Regions from separate parts of the Podarcis muralis genome. Here region 2 is linked to region 1. The links are chromatin contacts, called in public Hi-C maps. All regions are on one chromosome and are shown on one strand. Each heading gives the region's core, a stretch centred on a gene start, on an enhancer-like site or on the middle of the called end of the contact. The rest is flanking DNA. Distances are from core to core; before and after follow the strand shown.

Region 1 (2,700 bases), core at 147-2,646:
ACCCCGTATCATCCTAATTTTATTATTTCAACCCGCCCATCTGTCATCTGTCACTCTGGGTGGCTTATGTATATAAAAAAGGTAACCAAACATCAAGCCTTTCAGACGTGACAGGGCTGCCTTCCGAGTCCTGGACAGGTGGGCTGCTTTTGGCTAGAGAGGCTCCATTCCTCGGTCCAGTATCCCTGAAGGAGCGTCTCCACCCCCATCGTCCAGCCCTGATACTGAGATCCAGCGCCGAGGGCCTTCTGGTGGTTCCCTCCCTGCAAGAAGTGAGGTTACAGGGAACCAGGCAGAGGGCCTTCTCCGTGGTGGCACCCACCCTGTGGAACGCCCTCCCAGCAGATGTCAAAGAGAAAAACAACTACAGTGGTACCTCGGGTTAAGTACTTAATTCGTTCCGGAGGTCCGTTCTTATCCTGAAACTGTCCTTAACCTGAAGCACCACTTTAGCTAATGGGGCCTCCTGCTGCTGCCGCGCCGCCGGAGCACAATTTCTATTCTCATCCTGAAGCAAAGTTCTGAACCTGAGGTACTATTTCTGGGTTAGCGGAGTCTGTAACCTGAAGCCTGTGTAACCTGAAGCATCTGTAACCCGAGGTAGCACTGTACCAAACTTTTAGAGTCTGAAGGCAGCCCAGTTTAGGGAAGCTTTTAATGTTTAATAGGCTATTGTATTTTAGTGTTTTGTTGGAAGCCTGAGGAAACCCAGCCAGATGGGCGGGGTATAGATAATAAATTATTATTATAATTCCCTTTTCCTCTGCTCATCCCTTGGGGGGGGGGGGAGTCCCACTGGACACCCCCCCCACTGAAGGAACCCCCTCCCCGGCCCCTCCCCCCCCCGCTTTTTCCTGTCAGGCGGAGGCGGGTAGACTGCTCCTGCCCAGGGAGGCTCACCTTCCCTTTGAGGTCCAGCACGTAGACGGCGCTGGCGGACATGGCGAGGCGCTCGGAGGGGGGCGGGGAGGCCCACAGGCGACCCCTCCCGGGCGGCAGCAGCAGCGGCCTCGGCGAGCTCCCAGGCGCCGCTTCCCCGCTTCGGAGCCGGAGAGGCCGCACCAACGACGCGCGCGGGCTAGAGCGGCGCTCTCTTCCGGCGCGCGGGTCGTGACGTAGCTATTACAGCGGCGCTCTCCCTCTTGCTCTTTCGGCGCGCGCATCATGACGTGGACTTAGAGCGTCCCTCTCTCTTTTTCGTCGCGCTCGTCGTGACGTAGAGGCTAGAGCGGCGCTCTCCCTCTTTCGCAGCGCACGCGTCATGACGTCGCCTCCAACGGAGGTTGCTGACGTGGCACCAATGGGATCGCCGGGCCTCGGCCGGAGGCGGGAGTTCCGCCGGCCTCCTCCAATGGGAGCCTCCCCGCCCCGCGGACGGGCAGCCCCGCGGGCCTATCGCCACCCGCGGCCGCCGCTTCCCGGCCTGAGGAACATGGCGAAGACCTACGACTACCTCTTCAAGCTGCTGCTGATCGGCGACTCCGGGGTGGGGAAGACGTGCGCGCTCTTCCGCTTCAGCGAGGACGCCTTCAACGCCACCTTCATCTCCACCATCGGTGCGCCGGCCCCCGCCCCTCTCCGTCGCCATGGCAACCGCGGAGCGCCCCCTCCCCCCCCCCGAGATGGCAGGCCGACCTCGCGGGGTTGGTGGGAGGACCCGGAAGGGGGGGGAAGGCTCCAGCTGACGCCCCCCAAAAGAATTATAATGCACCTGACATCCCCCCAAGATAATAATAATAGCCTGCAACTGACACCCCCTAATAATAACAATAATCATAGCCTGTAGCTGACACCCCCCAAAAGAATAATAATGCAGCTGACACCCCATAATAATAATAATAATAATAATAACAATAATAATGCAGCTGACGGTGCGGGAAACACCTCTGGGGCTGGCATGCAAAGTGCGGGGGGGGGGCAGCCTTGTGGGGAAAGACGGGAGGAAAATAAACGGAGTTCCAGGGGGCAGCAAAAAAGGAGACGGAGAGCTTAATATGTGGCGCTGTGGGTTAAACCACAGAGCCTAGGACTTGCCGATCAGAAGGTTGGCAGTTCGAATCCCCGCCATGACGGGGTGAGCTCCCGTTGCTCGGTCCCTGCTCCTGCCCACCTAGCAGTTCGAAAGCACGTCAAAGTGCAAGTAGCTAAATAGGTCCCGCTCCGGCGGGAAGGCAAATGGCGTTTCTGCTCTGGTTCGCCAGTAGCGGCTTAGTCCTGCTGGCCACATGACCCAGAAGCTGTACACCGGCTCCCTCGGCCAATAAAGCGAGATGAGCGCCGCAACCCCAGAGTCAGCCACGACTGGACCTAATGGTCAGGGTTCCCTTTACCTTTTTAATAATTGTCAGCTGTCAAGTGCCACCTGTTAACTGGCGGGTGGTCTTCTCTGTGCAGGAATCGATTTCAAGATCAGGACGATTGAGCTTGATGGCAAGAAGATTAAGCTGCAGATCTGGTAAGGCAGCCCAGGAAATTATCCTTTCCAGTTTGTTGGGGGGGTGCGTGTTCCTGAGACTCCTACGAGGAAGGGGCTGCCACCCTGACATGGGTGGCAGCCCTACAGATGATCCCTGACAAGGCCACTGTGATGGCAGAGCAGTGGCACAGCTTATGTTGCTGCCACGGCGGGAAGAACGCAGAACATCCCAAAATGGCGCAGCAGCACACTAACCTCCTGGGCCTTCTCCCGGCACGGCGGGC
Region 2 (2,700 bases), core at 155-2,654, 720 kb before region 1:
ATCTGATTTTCTTCCAACACACAAACAGAAAAACCTGACTGTTTATATGCCACCTTAAAATGGTGTCAGTAACACTGCGCCTTTATTGTTAATAAAAATAATAATTTATGAATGTTAGCCAAGAGGACACCCCCCCCTCAATAACACACAACGAAAAGAGCTTTGCTCAACCACACATACAACATAATTTTCACACAATCGCCCTAAATTGCCCAGGGATTACTTTCACAAAAGCACAACTAGGAACCTTCTTCTCCTGTCCCCCCCCCCCCAAACCACCCTTCACGCCACTTTCCCAGAAGATCTGGTTTAAAATTTCAGTAGGTAACAATTCGAATGAGGCAATGATAAATATAGTTATTTGGGGGGGGGGGTTAAGGAGGAGGAGCTTTGGAAAGGCTGGAAGGAGAGAAGGCATTCAGGGGAAGGGTCAAAAGAAAATGAGTAAGAGGGAAGGAGAGATGATTTCAGGGAGATGATTCAGGGGAGGGGAGTTGAAAGGGCTGGAGCAGCAGCAGAAAGAAAGGGGGATGGAAAAAAAGGAAGAGTTTAATCCTAAGAGGGCTCTGTTGGGTGGGGCTGACTGTTGCTTCTGCAGTCACATAACGGGAAAGCACAGCGTTTATTTATTATTAATTTTGAGAAGAGTTAAGTTTTTGAAAAAAGGAAAAAGAGAGGAAGGATCTAAAGAGGGAGGGGCCAATTAATTAGCATTAATTAAACTTGCTTCTTCAATCACATAACGGGAAACCACACCATTTCTTTCTTTCTTTTTCCTTAATTTTGTGAAGAGTTAAGTTAAAAAAAATCAGGAAAGAGAGGAAGGCTCGAGAGAGGGAGGGGCCAATTAATTAGCATTAATTAAGCTGTTGCTTCAATCACATAACGGGAAATTTACTTATTTATTTAGAATTGTGAGAAGAGCTAAGTTTAAAAGAAAGAACAGGAAAAAGAGAGGAAGGGTCTAAAGAGGGAGGGGCCAATCATTGAGCATTAATTAAACGAGGCAAGAGTGGATTTTTTTAATTAAAAAAAAGTGGAGGAGAGGAAGAGAAACAAATGGCAAGTTAGTGACAAGTCAGAACTTTCGTTTATTGGGAAGGCGGAGGGAGGGGGAACCAAAGGCGGGGGGAACCAGAGGCGGGGGTCGCGGGAGGTGGGGGGGCACATTTCGAGGGGGGACAAAGTTCGGCCCTTAAATGCTTCCCCCCCTCAGGAATTCCCCCCCCCATAAAAACCCGAGCCCGGCCCCCTCCTCTGGCTCCAGGCCGCCCTTACCCGTCACCACCACCAGCCGCCGCGGCTTCTCCATGGCTCCTGCCCCGCCGGCCTCCCTCCTGCCCGGCCAACTTGAGGCGACTGAGCCAGCCAGCCCGCCGCGCCCCGCCCCTCCGGGCCAGGCCCCGCCCACCCCACGTGACCGCCCCCCGCCCCGCCCCCTCGCCCGGAGCCCCAAGGAGGACGCGGCGAGAGGGAAGCCTAGAGCGGCACCGGAGCGCCCTCTCGATGGTCTCCCCTCCTGCTTCCTCTTTCCGGCTTCACCATGGAGAGGGGAGGGCCAGAGCGGCTCCCAGCAACTCCCAAACATCATTCCTTTGTAAATTGATGACTTAGTGTAATTATCTTTTCATAGCTCTGAGACCCCTCTACCCTTTTTCTAGCTCTGTGGCCCCTCTGCCCCTTTCCTACCTCTGAGACGCCTCTACCCTTTTCATAGCTCTATGGCCCCTCTACCCCATTTTACCGCTGATACCCCCTCTAGAATTTTCCTAGCTCTATGGCTCCTCTACCCTTTCCTACCTCTCAGGCCTCTCTACCCTTTTCATAGCTCTGTGTTCCCATCTTCCCCCTATTCTGCCCCCTGAGACCCCTCTACCCTTTTCATAGCTCTGTGTTCCCATCTTCCCCCTATTCTGCCCCTGAGGCCCCTCTACCCTTTTCCTAGCTCTATAGCCACTCTGCCCCCCCCGAGGCCCCTCTACCCTTTTCCTAGCTCTATAGCCACTCTGCCCCCCCCCCAGGCCCCTCTACCCGTCTCCTAGCTCTATGGCCACGCTGCCCCCCCCCCCGAGGCCCCTCTACCCATCTCCTACCTCTATGGCCCCTCTGCCCCCCCGCCGAGGCCTCTCTACCCCTCTCCTAGCTCTATGGCCACTCTGCCCCCCCCAGGCCCCTCTACCCGTCTCCTAGCTCTATGGCCACTCTGCCCCCCCCCGGCCCGTCTACCCGTCTCCTAGCTCTATGGCCACGCTGCCCCCCCCCGAGGCCCCTCTACCCATCTCCTACCTCTATGGCCACGCTGCCCCCCCCCGAGGCCCCTCTACCCTTCTCCTAGCTCTATGGCCACTCTGCCCCCCCCCGAGGCCCCTCTACCCATCTCCTACCTCTATGGCCACGCTGCCCCCCCCCGAGGCCCCTCTACCCTTCTCCTAGCTCTATGGCCACTCTGCCCCCCCCCCCGAGGCCCCTCTACCCGTCTCCTAGCTCTATGGCCACGCTGCCCCCCCCCGAGGCCCCTCTACCCTTCTCCTAGCTCTATGGCCACTCTGCCCCCCCCCCGAGGCCCCTCTACCCATCTCCTACCTCTATGGCCCCTCTGCCCCCCCGCCGAGGCCTCTCTACCCCTCTCCTAGCTCTATGGCCACTCTGCCCCCCCCCCGAGGCCCCTCTACCCGTCTCCTAGCTCTATGGCCACTCTGC

The links. A called contact is a pair of places that touch in the nucleus more often than the background predicts.
Region 2: a Hi-C map of tail shows a contact between it and region 1, with 5 times the contacts expected there. The contact joins the promoter of PGPEP1 here to the promoter of RAB8A in region 1. A contact is called at or near these places in 2 of 3 Hi-C or Micro-C datasets (blood and tail).

Annotation. Positions count from the first base shown.
Region 1 is chr18:13,141,696-13,144,395 of rPodMur119.hap1.1, reverse strand. RAB8A (RAB8A, member RAS oncogene family) reads left to right here and starts at 1,396. Exons shown (of 8, transcript XM_077921970.1): 1 at 1,396-1,556; 2 at 2,395-2,455. The coding sequence starts at 1,433. AP1M1 (adaptor related protein complex 1 subunit mu 1) reads right to left here and starts at 1,069. Exons shown (of 12, transcript XM_028713417.2): 1 at 901-1,069. The coding sequence starts at 942.
Region 2 is chr18:13,865,920-13,868,619 of rPodMur119.hap1.1, reverse strand. It overlaps PGPEP1 (pyroglutamyl-peptidase I), which reads right to left and starts at 1,404. Exons shown (of 5, transcript XM_077921748.1): 1 at 1,279-1,404.